Linked DNA regions of Mus musculus: region 1 is linked to region 2. The links are chromatin contacts, called in public HiCAR-type maps. All regions are on one chromosome and are shown on one strand. Each heading gives the region's core, a stretch centred on a gene start, on an enhancer-like site or on the middle of the called end of the contact. The rest is flanking DNA. Distances are from core to core; before and after follow the strand shown.

Region 1 (3,513 bases), core at 56-2,555, 450 kb before region 2:
AGCCCCAAACTGTCACTTCCACCTTCTCCTCCCCTCTTAACTTTCCCAAAGTGAATATCATTATTAATATTATTTGCCTAATTAACACATTGGCTGAATGACAGAAAACATGCAAACAGGTTTTGCCAGAGAAACTCTGTCTGATTAAAACTGCAGCCCGTCTAATTAGATGGAGATTTCTTCATTACCTTCCCCATTTTTAGATGAGCCAGCTCCCTCCCCTGCTCCTCCTGTCCCCACTTCCCTGTAAGGTGGCTCAGCTGATGAAAGTGTTTGCTGCACAAGGATGAGGACGGGAGTTCGAATCCCCAGCAGCCATGTAAGTGCTCAGTGTGCACAGCAGCACCCCTGCAATCCCAGCAGGAGGGAGGCAGAGGCAGCCTATCCCTGGAGCAAGCTAACTAGCTGCGTCCACCGCAGGCGTTTGCATCATGTGCACATACATGCTAACATGCATACCTACTCCCACATGCCCCTTGCCTGGAGCACACACACACACACAAAGAACAATGGTTAGGAGCCCTTACTGAAAACCTGTGCTGGTGAGAGCTTTCCCACATGGAAGTCTTCCAGAGGGAGTATTGTTGCCATTTTGCAGATGAGAACACTGAGGCTTCCAGGGAATGGGCCTGGAGTAGACTTTTCAGACCCAGCCCATTCCAGCTGCCACAGCAGTTTCCCCTCAGCCTTTCCTCATTCCTCTGCCATCCATCTTTCTACAGTTGTTAGGAAGCACAAAGTGAAGTTCCATGACCAAGCCCAGGGTGGGGCCAGGGCTGTCCAGAGATGTCCTAAGCTGAGGTCAGCCAGAGTTGTGTGAGTGGCATCTACAAGAGCCTCAAGAATGTGGGAGCCCAAATTGGGAGGGTGCCGGGGCACACTGTGGTGAATGAGGTCAGACACAGTTAGGGGTGGGGCTGCCAGGTAACCTGAGACAAGTAGGCTAGAGTGGGGTTACTGGAAGGAGATGCTCTGGTGCTCTTGCCTCTGAAGACGGTCCCATGATTGTGTGAGGTACTTTACATGTGTGTGTCTCTTCCCTAGAGCCAGATGTAAGATCTCCACGCTTTGCAGATGAGGAAACAGGCTCAGAGAGGTTGAGAAACAGGGGCAAGGTCACACAGCTTAGAACAGCCTGCTAGTTTCCTGTGGGAACAGGAATGGCTTGTTTCTGGTGACTCTCAAAGCGCTCAGGGCCCAGTGGGCGGTAGCTGAGAAGCTGGGGGCCTGCCTGTCTCTGCAGTGGTTTGAGGCCTGTGGGCCAATTTTACCAGGAAGCCTAAACCCCCTAGGGAGCATGATCAGAGGCCGGCAGACAAGCCTCATTAGCCGGATCCAGAGCGCGGTGCGTCACCATGGCAGCCAGCCTGGTGCAGGCCAGGTGGTTTTTATTACCAAACTTGGAAAACTTTATGGTGGCGCCAACAATGGATCTTTATTCTGCTGTTAATAGCGTGTCTCTTATTAGCATGCATCTCTCTCCCTCCTTAATAACCTTTACATTTCCAAACTGCATTTATAATTAAGTCATTAATCCCTTACTGGAATTTCTTGGGGTTTTTTTGTGGTTTTTTTTTTTTTGTTGTTGTTGTTGTTGTTTTTTCCCATGAGCAGCAAACCAGAAGTCCCCTCTGCCTGTTGAGAAAGGAGGCCGAGCGCTCCGGAAGTGCTCTGAGAATGTCATCCCAAGTTACGGGATCCTAGCCATGGGCTGATAAGCTCAGGTTTGAGGAGGACCCGTTACTGAGGGGCTCAGAGTCAGGGCAGGGGTCTTCTCTTACCCTCAGTGGCTTCCCTACCAAGAGGTAATCTGGAACCTGAGAGCTGTTGACTCAGGAGAACAGTTATTGCCAGGGTAGTGAGGGTGGGGGGTCTCAAAGGGTCAGCAATGCGCTCGCTCAGTGAGTTGTAGCTGGGTGGGTTTACAGGTGCTGAGGTCCCGGCTGTCTCAGAGACACAAGAAGTACATTTATCAACCCCTGGGTCTCTAGAGTGGATTGAACTATGTCCTATCGGATTCATATGTCAGCGACTCCTTAGACCTCAGGACTTCTATCTGGGCTCAGCTTTTATAGCGGTGAAGTAAAAAGAGGGCGTTGAGGTAAACCTTAATCCAGTAAGACTGTGTCCTTAGAAGAGGAGGAATTTAGGACACAGTATTTACAGTGGGGGTTGAGGGGACAGTGGGAAGGCACAGGAAGGAGATAGCCATCTCTAAGCCCAGGAAAGAAGGCCTCAGAAGACATCAGCCTGCCCTCTCTTGACCGTGGATGGCGGCCTCCAGACCTGGAGGAAACTGATTTCCTCTGTCACTGACAGCCTGTGGTCCTCCATTTTAGCAGGCCTGGTGAGCTCAAATAGCCTTCTTTCTTTCCCAGTACATTCTGGGTCCTCCATGGATCTGTTCCTGGGATCTTTGAGCATCCAGAGGAGGAAAGCTTGACTTCCCAGCTCTGCCCCAGCCCTAGCTTAGGGAAACATCTCCACAGACACTAGGGTAGGGGTAGGGGGTTGCTCTATCTGGTCCCCACCAGCTCCTGACTGCCAGAGTTGGTCTACGGAGGTGGAGCTCAGCTAAGTTATCTATATGGAAGGCAGGCCTCCCTCTAGGTCAGCCGTTCTCAACCTGTGGGTCTCAACCCCTTTGACAAACCTCTAGCTCCAAAGTTATTTACATTATGATTCATATCAGTTGCAAAATCGTAGTTATAAAGAAGCGATGAAAATAATTTTATGGTTGGGGTCACCACAACGTGAGGAACCTTATCAAAGGGTTGCAGTGTTAGGAAGGTTGAGAGTCACTGCTCTAGGTGAAGGTTGAGACTTGTGCAATAGCCTTAGGGACACACCGACGTTAGCCACAGATAGGCTGGTATGGGAAGGCTTTGTCAACTGGCAGCTCCAGAGTGACTGACATGGAGGCTTGCAGCCCACACCTTCCCTGACTTGAAGTTTTCTCATCTACCAACCGTAGGCTGATCTTTTCAAGACTTGGCCAGAGGGTCATTGGCAGCCACCAGCCACTGTTCAGGCTGCCTCTTGCTTACCTCGTGGGGGTTGTTCCGGGCTCTCGTTTCTGCTGTGCATCCATCTTCTTCCTGTGGACCATCAGAGCATATTCTCCTGCATGTTGTTTCCCTGTCCTTCTGTCCAGTCACCCAACACACCCATTTATACAGTATCTCACACGGGAATTTTGTCCTTCTTAGTAGTCATGGGATTTGAACACAGTGCTGAGGGCTCACAGCATCTCCCCTCACAAAATCTACCAGGAGGTAGACATTAAATCCTCTGACTGGGACTGACATGAAGGGAAAGTCGGGAAGGCCTGGGTGATGAGGGTGGGACCAGAAGGCTTGGAGCAAGATGTTACCTGAGCCTGTAGTCAAGGCTAGCCAGGAAGAGGAGAAGGGGAATGTCATAGACAGTCAGGACAGTCCAGACAAAGACCCCAAGGTTCTAGAAGAAACCTGAAGCACTGGAGCAGAGTGAATAGCAAAGATTGGCCGGGGA
Region 2 (3,965 bases), core at 483-2,982:
CTATGAGGAGAGCCAACTTCTATTCGTCCTTGGGGATTCTGAGTCACCTCCATGAAGCCTGCCTTGTCCTCCTCAAAGCTTCTGTTTTTTTCTCTTGGTTTCCTCTCTACCTGTAGGACCGAGTGACAATTGTTTCAGGATGTTTTGTTGAAGTTAGCAGCCTGCATGGTGTTCAGTTAGCATCTGACTAGATTTGTGACCTCCTCAGTTCTGTCCTTGGATGCCACCCCAGTGTCTGGCACCTGGCACAAGCTGAGGGGAGTGAGGGTTTCCTCAGAGTTGCTGTCTGGCCATCTCAGGGGTCAGCCTGAAGCTCTGACTGGGGTGGGGTTTTCTCTACCTCCAGAGCTCCACTGCTGGCCTAGGAGAGGTGATCCAGTTGGTGAGGGCTGGTCATGCACACATGAGTACCTGAGTTCAGATCCTCAGCATCCACATAACAAGCAGCCATGATGGCATGTCAGTTATCCCAGTACCGGGGAAACTGAGGCAGGGGCATCCCTGAGGTTTGCTGGCCAGCTGGTTCATCCAAGTCCACTAGCTTCCAGTTCAGAGAGACCCTGTCTCAAAAACGAAGGTGGAAGTCAGCTGTGGTGGTACTTGTGTTTGATCCTAGCATGTGGGAGGCAGAGGCAAGTGGATCTCTATGAGTTCAAAGCCAGTCTGGTCTGTATAGCATGTTCCAACAAGCCAAAGCTATAAGAGAAATGATGTCTCAAAAAGAAACAAACAAACAAACAAACAACAAAAACAAAAGGACACCAAAATGATATTAAAATAAAATAATTTAAAGTACAACGTAGAGTGAGTGACTAAGAAAGACAACTGTTGTTAGATCCTTATCTCCAATGTGTGCACATGAGACCTCTCTGTCTGTCTCTGTCTGTCTGTCTGTCTGTCTCTGTCTCTCTCTGACTCGCTCTATCTCTCTCCTCTCAGCCTCCCCATCAGTCTTCCGTTTCTCACATGCTAGACAGACAGCTCATTTTCTTACCCTCCTCCCAAAAATCGTTTTGGGTTTGGAAAACAGCAACCACTTAGGAAAATGTGTAATTACCCAGGGCTCAATTGCGGCAAACACAGGGCTCCCCCAGCCATGCTGAAATGTCAAGGACTTGACTGGTACAAGCCCAGGCTCCCAAGGATCTGAAGGAAGAGGCTTGGCTGTCCTGGAGGGGGCAGGAGGATCAGCAGTGTTGACAGAGCAGCCTGCCTAATCCCTTCTGACAGCTCAGAGGGAAACGTCAGCCTGCTGCTTAGCCCAAGCAGTTCTTGAGGACTCCCTTAAGGAGGACTCTCTCTCTGCCTTCTGCTCAGCTCAGGCAAGGCTGAACTTGTGGTGACCTCAGCCTTCCACAGGCAGAGCAGACTCGGGCTCTTTCCAGTAGGGTGTCTGCCAAGGCTCCATGCCGGGCCCTTTTTCGTCAGGATGTCTCAAGTGTTTATAGGGGTGAGAAATAGGGGAGTGGAAACCATCCTGAGTCTCCTCGGCCAGACCTACCCTGAGATCCTGGGAAAGAAAGGGCACGGCGGAAAATGGAAGCAGACAAGGTGTCCCTCTAGTTTCGTGTCCCAGGGAAGAACTCATCCACAGAGTCCTGTAGTCCCCATCCAAGGTCTTGGCCTTCACCTGTCACTCAGAAGAAGACCAAGTTTCCTAAGCTGCTCTATGTAGGCCAGGCCTCCAACCCAACCCTGCCTTGCCAAGCCTGCCTCTGCCTGTAGCCTGAGCCGTGTGGGGATCCGGTGGAGGAGAACCAAGTTGTGTGGAAGGTATGACCTCACTGGGAAAGCACTGGCTCCCATCCCTTCCTCCGGCTCCAACCTGGGAATCCACAGGGAAGGGAGCTCAGGCCAGGCAGACAACCCCAGTGCAGGGAGCAGTGCTCCAGCTATGAAGCTCATCGCCACAGAGAAGTGTCATTTCTCCCTGCTCCTCTCAATTACAAAATAATAAGATTGTTAAAAATCCAATCATATGAACGTCAATATTGGCAGGGACAGCCGCAGGAAATTTAATTGCACAACGGGTGCCAGTTAAAGATGGTATGTGTTCTTCCTGGCTTTTCTTAATTCTAATTAGGATGAAATCTACTGCGTCTTCCAGACTTGCAAACAGGGGTTTGTCATGAGGCCAGAAGTAGATGGGACTGACACAGGCCTCCCTTCCTCAGCCTCGTGCCTTCCCTCCCTCTCCGTTGCGTCGTCCCGGATTGGAGCTCAGCACCGATTTTGAACATCAGCTCTCCAGTTTCTTTGGCATGTCAGAGGGCCAGATGTTTTTTATTTGAGAGCAAATTGACACATTAAATTACACTGTGCAAACATTAAAGCCAGCCGCGGGTAAACAGGCCGAGATTCATTGAATTTTACGGGTCACAATGATGTTTATGTAATTTAACAAATTCCTGCCCCGCTGCCGAGACTCTCCAAGAAGTATTAATTGAAGAAAGATGAGAACTTCCCTGAGGCTGTCTGTCCTGTCCTCTGCACCTCAGGCTTAAGAGCTCTTGGGAGGGGGAAGGGTGCCTTCAGCGGCTTAGCTTCGGAGTTTCACAATGTCCAACACAAATCGAGGAAGCCGGGCCCATGGCTTGTTACTTTCCATGTGGCTGTGACCAATACTCTACAAGAGCCGCTTAAGGAAGGCAAGGGTTGCTGGGGCTCACAGTTCATACAGTCCGTCCTGGATGCGGAGGCATGGCCCTGGGTGCTGGAGGCAGGAGGCCACATAGCAACCACAAGGGAAACCACGGAAGCTGAATGCGGGCATTCCGCTCATTTTCTACTTTTAATTCAGTGCAGGGTCCCAGCACACAGGAATGGTGCTGCCCACATTCAGAGTGGCTTTTCCTAGAATCTAGAAACTCCCTGACAGCTATTCCCAGAGGTTTGTTTCCATGGTGACTCTAAATTCCATGGCGGTGAGATTAAGATCACCCATTGTACCCTCCTTGAAGACAGTTTCCTATTGCAATGCCAGTGAAATCTTAGAGAAGATGTTAACCAGTGTGAACCTTCTTCCTTATCTGCTAATGGGGGCCAGGTGCAAGTGCCTGAGCATCCGGGTCTTTTCTCTAGTAACTGGCATCCCTAGCTTGTGTGTGTTTCCATGGTTTCTTTCAGGGTAAGACCCATTCTCTACTTTTAAAGATGGGCGCATAGTCTATTAGGCTTGGCCAATTAGGAGTATTTTGTGTAGCCTCAGGCCTTGGTAATTGGTTTAAAGATGGGCACGTGATCAAGTCTGAGCCAATGAGCATCAACCCATCAGGTTGCAGGTGCCAGCAGCGCAGAGGTCTCATCCGTTAGGCCTAAAGTGGCAAGGCTAAGTTAGGAGCTGCTTGGGTACCATTTGGCTCAGGCTTGAGTCAGGAACTCTCCACGAGATCACTGGGAGCCTGCCCCCCGCACCCCCCTGTCCTCCGCATCCCGTCCCCCGCATCCCGTTGTGGTTCAAAGGCTACAAAGGCTTTTGAGTTGTGTGAGTGAATGCAGGCCCTCATTCATAGACTCTTTCCTTGCCCCAAACCCTGAGACTCTCCAAGAAGAGAAAACTGGATTGAAGAAATGAGAGCATTTCAAAGCATTGGCCTCTGCCTACCACATCTCTGCCTCAGAACTCTTGAGTGTGGAGAGAGCTGCCAGCAGCAAGAGGTTTGCTGGGACGTTCTGTAGAGCATAACCTCTGTCATTCAATGGCCAGATGAGCCCTCAAGCTGATCTCTTGCTTCCTCCATAGCTCATCTGGAACTTTTCTCCAGCCAGGCTGGTCTGCCCCTAGACACAGCCCTACCTCTCACTGTTTTCTTCTTTGCTTTCTCTTGTTTGCACTGCAGTGACATTCTCTCCAGCCTGCATCCTTTAAGACAGATTTAGTGTTGCCTTCTGGGAGGCCTCCCCTCTCCCGTTGTGCCCAGCAGGCGGGCCTTCGCAGAAGCAGCACTTGGCCTGTAATTATATAA

Evidence for each region. HiCAR-type assays count read pairs that join an accessible place to other places.
Region 1: a contact with region 2 is called in a HiCAR-type map of fibro-adipogenic progenitors, with 5 times the contacts expected there. The contact joins two enhancer-like sites. A contact is called at or near these places in 1 of 484 Hi-C or Micro-C datasets (bone marrow-derived macrophages) and 1 of 115 datasets of contacts at active chromatin or transcription factors (fibro-adipogenic progenitors).

What each region holds. Positions count from the first base shown.
Region 1 is chr9:61,616,458-61,619,970 of GRCm38.p6, reverse strand. No RefSeq gene overlaps it. Among named protein-coding and RNA genes, the nearest start is that of Gm39350, 23 kb to the right of the region's middle. Within about 2 kb of position 1,305, at least 79 of the 459 cell types and tissues checked have an H3K27ac peak or open chromatin away from gene starts, as enhancers often do. A contact at or near this core is called in fibro-adipogenic progenitors, where this site is marked.
Region 2 is chr9:61,162,393-61,166,357 of GRCm38.p6, reverse strand. No RefSeq gene overlaps it. Among named protein-coding and RNA genes, the nearest start is that of I730028E13Rik, 26 kb to the right of the region's middle. Within about 2 kb of position 1,732, at least 53 of the 459 cell types and tissues checked have an H3K27ac peak or open chromatin away from gene starts, as enhancers often do. A contact at or near this core is called in fibro-adipogenic progenitors, where this site is marked.